Regions from separate parts of the Sus scrofa genome. Here region 2 is linked to region 1. A link is a contact called in public Hi-C data. All regions are on one chromosome and are shown on one strand. The core of a region is the stretch at or near the end of the contact, and the rest is flanking DNA. Distances in the headings are between cores, read along the strand shown.

Region 1 (3,460 bases), core at 701-3,200:
TGCGGCTGGGGAGAAGGACCCAAGTGGGAGTTTGTATTCCTAGTTTGATTCCTGGGGGGGAAAAAAAAACAACAAAAAAAAATAGCCAAGCTAGAAATAGCTTTATCTCAGTAATGTTAGCAACACACGTCTTCAAATTTGCTGTGGGAGGAAATCTGAGCTTGAAATAGTTTCAAAAGTAGCAGCCACATCTCTCCGCACAATTCTGGGATATGCCCAGTGGGAGAGTGGAGACAAAGGGATGCAATAGTCTTTTCCTTCACTTATCTGGTGAACCGTTGCTCATCCTTAAAGTGCTCCTCTTCCAGGAAGTCCTCCTGGCTTGCCTCACTGCCCTGCCCCAAACCATCCCCCAAGAGCTTCCCTGTGCTTCCCTCCTCATACCCTCCATCTAACTGTGACAGTGGATCTGGGACTTGCAAGGTGAGAAAGGGCAAGGGTGTGTGCCAAACCCCAGCCTGGATGGAGGGTAAGTACACAGTCTTAAGCCAGCAAGTGGCCTCTGTTGTTTCCCTTTATGCTTAGTAAGCTCCGCCTCTCCTTTAAGGAGTGGACTCCGAGGTCTGGCGGGGCCACCTTAAAACGGCGCCACCTTAAGCAGCCCTGCCCCCAGCAGAATTACTAGGCTGGGGTGGCTGCTGGCTTCTGCCCAGCTATGGCCTGCCTGCTCCGGGCTGCAACCTGGCGGCTGTTCCCCTGGAGGGGCTACTGCTCCAGGGGGACACAGGTAGGTGGGGGGGGGGCTTGGAGGCTGGGGACCCTATGCCAAGTTTCCGCCAGGCTCTGTGCTGCTCCAGCAACCCGGAGACTTTGGGCAAAGAATCACCCACCTGGCTCACATCCCTTCCACCCAACCCCCACCCCGGGTCAAATGTGGGTACTGAGTAAAGTAGGCCCAGGCCCCCACAGCTGCCATGAGTGGGGCTGGGGGGTTTCAGCTGGAAGGTCTGTGGACTCCACAGGGACGCTTTGGGGCTTAAAACAGCGCTTGGGCAGCAAGGAGCTGCGTTCTAGGCCAGGCCCTGTCTCTGACTTGCTGGCCTCGTTTCCCCATCTGTAAAATGGGACGAAATCCACGGAAGGGCTCTGAGAGCCCCATGAGCCCCTGGCCGAGGCAGCATGGAGGTGTGGGTGCCTCTGTTCACGGGCCATTGAAGCGCCACTCTGACGCCTCCCCCTGGCCGGATGGCCTCTGGCGTCTTTGAGAGACCCTGCCAGGGTGTTTGTCCCCTGCAGGGCGAACTCAGCAAAGGCTTTGTGGAGGCTCTGAAGGCAGTCGTGGGAAGCCCGCACGTGTCTACCGCCGCTGCGGTCCGAGAGCAGCACGGGCGCGATGAGTCCTTTCACAGGTGGGAGGCCCGCCCCCATCAGAGCCCCTGGCTGAGAGCCAGGGTCCTGGGTTGTCTTCTGCGCCCACCCCCACCCCGCCCATCCGTTTCTGGGTGCTCTGGCCTTCTCCACCCCTCCTCTTCACCTCCAGAAGGGTGCGCTCTGCCCCTGGCCCACTGTGCAGCCTCAGGCCCTGCAATACCTCTGGCTGCTTCAAATTTGAGCAGGACCAGAGGGCACCACACGCCCCTAAGTGGCTGAGGGTCTGGTTGCAGGTGCCAACCTCCTGACGCTGTGGTGTGGCCCCAGAATGTGGAGCAGGTCAGCCAGCTGGCAGCCCTGTGCTATGACCAAGGCGTGCCCATCATCCCGTTTGGCACAGGCACCGGGCTTGAGGGTGGAGTCTGTGCGGTGCAGGTATGTATGGTGGCCTCCTCCCCTGGCCAGATCCTAGTCCCATCACACTTGCCACCCTGCCCTCTGCCTCCTCCACCACCCACGGCTAGCCAGCTCCAGCCTCCTTACCTGCCGTCTTGGGGCTCTGGTCTGGCTGCTGAGAGGTCGGCCACGAGCTGGGGTTCTCGGGTCTGTGTCCTGGGGAAAGACCTTGGTTAGCAAACGCTGGCACCCTTCCGGCCAGGGCGGTGTCTGCGTCAACCTGACCCACATGGACCGAATCCTGCAGCTGAATCTAGAAGACTTTTCCGTGTTGGTGGAACCCGGCGTCACCCGCAAAGCTCTCAACACCCACCTGCGGGACAGTGGTCTCTGGTTCCCCGTGGGTAGGCTGGGGCTCGAGGCCGTTCCTGGGCTGGGAGGGCTCCCTGGTGGCACGGGTGTTTCTGGGGCTTAGGGGGACCCCTCTGCCCATGGGCGCCTGCCCCAGGCTGCCTTCTGCCTGACCTCTGCCCCGCAGATCCGGGTGCAGACGCCTCTCTTTGCGGCATGGTGGCCACCGGGGCCTCGGGCACCAACGCTGTGCGCTATGGCACCATGCGCGACAACGTGCTGAACTTGGAGGTGGTGCTGCCTGGTGGGCGGCTGCTCCACACCGCGGGGCCCGGCCGGCACTTCCGGTGAGCGCCCTCTACCGGCAGCCACCGGGGCCTCTTGGAGAAGCGGGTTGTGAAAATGTCCGTGGGCCGAAAGTGAGGGTCCCAGGGTTTGCTCCCCCTGCTTGAGGCCGATTCGGGCTGTGCCAGGGAAAGGCTGCCTTGGTGGCAGTCTGCACCCGAGGGGGCCAGCGCAGACCTTGGGCGCAGCTCCCCACCTGGCTTCTGGCCAAAAATCCATAGTCTCGTGGCCTGGGCGCTCACCCTCATGTCCTCGGGCCTAGGAAGAGCGCAGCGGGCTACAACCTCACCGGGCTCTTTGTGGGCTCCGAGGGGACCCTGGGACTCATCACAGCCGCCACCCTGCGCCTGCACCCTGTCCCTGAGGCCACGGTGGCCGCCACCTGTGCCTTCCCCAGCATCCAAGCGGCAGTGGACAGCACTGTACACATCCTCCAGGCTGCAGTGCCTGTGGCCCGCATTGGTGAGCCAGGGACTGGGCAGTCCCCGTGGGCGCCCTGGAGGAGGTCTGGAAGGCTAGTCCTCACCTCATCGGACTTCTTGGTCCCAGAGTTCCTGGATGACGCCATGATTGACGCATGCAACAGGCACAGCAAGCTGAACTGCTGCGTGGCGCCCACACTCTTCCTCGAGTTCCATGGCTCGGAGCAGGCGCTGGCAGAGCAGGTGCAGCGCACAGGTGCACTGGGGTGCTGCGGGAGGGGGGCACGGGCTGCCCCGGAGCGGGGCCAGTGTCAACCCTCGACCTTCCACAGAAGAGATCACCCGGCACAATGGAGGATCCCACTTCTCCTGGGCCAAGGAGGCCGAGGAGCGCAGCCGGCTCTGGGCGGCGCGGCACAACGCCTGGTACGCAGCCCTAGCCCTGCGGCCCGGCTGCAAGGTGAGCGGGCTGGGGTGGACGTGGGAGCCTTTCCTCCGCCCTCTAGCCTGTTGTCCGGAGAAGCAGGCTGAGGGCACGGCTGACAAAACTGCCAAACCCTCAGCGGGGAGCCCCGGCCTCGAGCCAGAGAGAGGGCAGGCTTTCAGGAGGAAGCGGAAACTGCTAGCCAGCCGGA
Region 2 (3,460 bases), core at 338-2,837, 130 kb after region 1:
AGAGAAACTGAGGCTAAACCAGTTAAGCCCAGGATTTCAGAGGTTGGAGCTGAGGAAGAGAACTTAGTGGCCATTCCCTGTATTAGCATAGCGGTTTTCCAACTTTTTGATCTCAGGTCCCCTTTGCACTTTTTTTTTTGGTTTTAGTTTTTGGCTGGGCCCATGGCATGGAAGTTCCAAGGGCCAGGGATGGAATCTGAGCCACAGCAGTGATCCTTAACCCACTGTGCCACCTGGGAACTCCCCCTTTACACTCTTGAAAATTATTAATGATCCCCCCAAACTTTTATGTCTAGTTCATCAGATATTAACACTAATAATTAAAAAATTTTGGCATTCCTGTGGTGGCGCAGCAGAAACGAATCCTACTGGGAACCATGAGGTTGCAGGTTCGATCCTAGCCTCCCTCAGTGGGTTAAGGATCTGGTGTTGCCGTGAGCTGTGGTGTAGGTTGCAGACGTGGCTCGGATGTGGTGTGGCTGTGGCTGTGGCGTAGCTAACAGGTCCAATTAGACCCCTAGCCTGGGAACCTCCATATGCTGTGGGTGTGGCCCTAAAAGGACAAAAGACAAAAAAAAAATTAATTTACACGTCAATGAGCGTTAACATTAACAATACATTTTGTAAATGAAAAGTAACTTTATTTTCCAAAACAAAACAGCTTTAGTGGGAACAGTGGCAACTTTCTTTAATGATTGGCTTAAGAGAAAAATCCTAGATTTTCACACCTGCTTCTACATTCAATCTGTTACAAATGTGTATTAAGGAGTTCCCGTCGTGGCGCAGTGGTTAACGAATCTGACTAGGAACCACGAGGTTGAGGGTTCAATCCCTGGCCTTGCTCAGTGGGTTAAAGATCCGGCGTTGCCGTGAGCTGTGGTGTAGGTTGCAGACGCGGCTCGGATCCCGCGTTGCTGTGGCTCTGGCGTAGGCCGGCGTCTACAGCTCCAATTCGACCCCTAGCCTGGTAACCTCCATATGCCGCGGGAGCGGCCCAAGAAATAGCAAAAAGACCAAAAAAAAAAAAAAAAAAAAAAAAAAAGTAGTAACTAACCTGTGAAAAACACTGTGCATTTGTGAAGGAAAAAGAAAAAAGCAAATAACTTCTTAGTATAACAGTGACATTTTTTGCCTTCGTAGACCCCCCTCCCCCAGGTCCCTAGACATTTTAGCTGGCGCTGCTGTACTGTATAAAACTGTATTGAATCGCGCATTTACCCTTTTCAATGCCTTTGCGCCAGGCTTCGAGGTAAGAGATAATCATTGGTTTGCACTAATGCTCAGCTTTGGTTTTTATGCAGTCTGGGCCTTGCCATTGACACCGTCGAGGAGACGGATTGGAAAAACACGCACCTCCCCTCGGCCAAACTCTAACCTGCAAGCTCTTCCCCGGTTGTCCATACTTTGGACTACAACTCCCGGCAGAGCTCGCGGCAGGGGGGGGGGCGGTATCCGCAGCCGCGAGGGGCGAAAGTGACCCACGCCGTGACGGAGTGAAGGGGGTCGTACCTTTTTCGGGGGGCAGGCGCCGTGCCACAATTGGAGGATCCGGGAAGAGGGGGTGGAGCCAGTGTTTGGGTCAGCCAATAGTTTGCGGTCAGGCAGAAGCGAGGACGGGGCGTGGCAGCACTGACTCGCGGGCTGCGTGGGGCTCGCCGAGCCCAGGAACGCGGGTGTCTGAGGTAGGGACGCGTAGTTCTCGTGTCCCGACGGCTGGGCGCGGAAAATGGCGGCGAGATGGAGCAGCGAGAACGTGGTGGTGGAATTCCGCGACTCCCAGGTGAGCTGGGGACCAAATGGAGCCTTCTGAGCATGCGCCCTTCCCAGTTCCCCTCCCCCACGCTGCCGGGTCTGTCTCAGGGCGGCTGGCGACCCCCAGCCCGGGCTGGGGAGATGGTCAAGGGGGTGACCTGGAGGTGTCAGAGCTGAGTGGATGAGGGTTACCTTGAAGACCGTTGGGGGTGGTTGGGGCTGCCATGGGCGAGGTTTCGGGGTTTCCCTCGTGGATACAGGAGTGGGGTCGGCCTGAGGATATCCAAGTGCAGATATTGCGCTCTAGTGAGCGCTGAGGGAAGGCTTCCCACCACCGGAGTGGAGAGCGAGGGGGTGTTTGCTCCCCCTGCACCTAGTGACTTTGGGCAAGTTGCAGAACTTCTCTGAGCCTTAGGTAGATGTATTGAACCCTGCCTCACAGAACTTTGATGGAATGGAGTTAATAAAAAACTGCACGCGAGGTGCCCGTTTCAGCGCTTAAACCTTTAAGTGGTCTCTGATGCTAGGGTAGTGGAAGATACCGCGCAGTGAAGAGGCGTATGCATTTCGTGTGTTGCTCGGTTCGAATCCCAGCTCATATCTTAGCCTGTCATCACCCTTTGTGCATCTTTTCTCACCTGTAAGAGGTGCCAATTGTGTCTCTCTTAAAGGATTGATGTGAGAATTTTTATGAGGTCATACACTTAAAATGTGTGGCACAGTGCTGGACACATGGTGAGCCTAAAGGAAACTTAGTACTTTTTTTTTTTTTTTTTGTCTTTTTGCCATTTCTTGGGCTGCTCCCGCGGCATATGGAGGTTCCCAGGCTAGGGGTCCAATCGGAGCTGTAGCCGCCGGCCTACGCCAGAGCCACAGCAACGCGGGATCCGAGCCGCGACTGCAACCTACACCACAGCTCATGGCAACGCCGGATCGTTAACCCACTGAGCAAGGCCAGGGATTGAACCCGCAACCTTGTGGTTCCTAGTCAGATTCGTTAACCACTGAGCCACGACGTGAACTCCAAGAATTTTTTTTTTTGAAGTTCCCGTCATGGCTCAGCGGTTAATGAACCCGACTCGCATCCAAGAGGATGCAAGTTCGACCCCTGGCCTCGCTCAATGCGTTAAGGATCCGGTGTTTCGGTGAGCTGAGCTGTGGTGTAGGTCACAGACACAGCTCTGATCCCCTGTTGCTGTGGCTGTGGTGTAGGCCGGTGTCTACAGCTCCGATCCGACCCCTAGCTTGGGAACCTCCATATGCCGCAGGTGTGGCCTTAAAAAGACAGAAAGACAATAATAATAATAATAATTTTTTAAACCGTTTTTGTATTCTGTGCTTTCCATATGCCCAGCCTTGTGCTAAATGGTATATATACATTTCCTTTTTCTTTTTTCATTTTTTTTCTTTTTTCCTTTTTAGGGCTGCACCCACAGCATATGGAACTTCCCCAGGCTAGGGGTCAAATCCAAGCTACAGCTGCCGGCCTGTACCACAGAATCCAGATCTGGGCCTCATCTGTGATGTACAGCTCACTGCAATGCCAGATCCTTAATCCACTGAGCGGGACCAGGGATCGAACCTGCATCCTCATGGATACCAGTCGGGTTCGTTACCTTTGAGCCACAATGGGAACTCCCTACATTTCCTTTTTCTTTTTTCTTTTTTTTTTTTTGTCTTTTGTCTTTTTTGTTGTTGTTGTTGTTGT

What was found. Hi-C and Micro-C count contacts between places; a contact is called where the count stands out from the background.
Region 2: a contact with region 1 is called in a Hi-C map of skeletal muscle, with 5 times the contacts expected there. The contact joins the promoter of WDR59 here to the promoter of ZFP1 in region 1. A contact is called at or near these places in 1 of 5 promoter capture datasets (liver), 20 of 47 Hi-C or Micro-C datasets (adipose tissue, blood, brain and 9 more) and 2 of 2 datasets of contacts at active chromatin or transcription factors (alveolar macrophages and skeletal muscle).

What each region holds. Positions count from the first base shown.
Region 1 is chr6:12,547,526-12,550,985 of Sscrofa11.1, forward strand. ZFP1 (zinc finger protein 1 homolog) reads right to left here and starts at 1,951. Exons shown (of 5, transcript XM_013998178.2): 1 at 1,855-1,951. LDHD (probable D-lactate dehydrogenase, mitochondrial) reads left to right here and starts at 573. Exons shown (of 11, transcript XM_021093784.1): 1 at 573-727; 2 at 1,237-1,349; 3 at 1,605-1,746; 4 at 1,970-2,111; 5 at 2,246-2,405; 6 at 2,666-2,865; 7 at 2,953-3,081; 8 at 3,158-3,285. The coding sequence starts at 656.
Region 2 is chr6:12,680,579-12,684,038 of Sscrofa11.1, forward strand. It overlaps WDR59 (WD repeat-containing protein 59), which reads left to right and starts at 1,588. Exons shown (of 28, transcript XM_021093785.1): 1 at 1,588-1,780. The coding sequence starts at 1,727.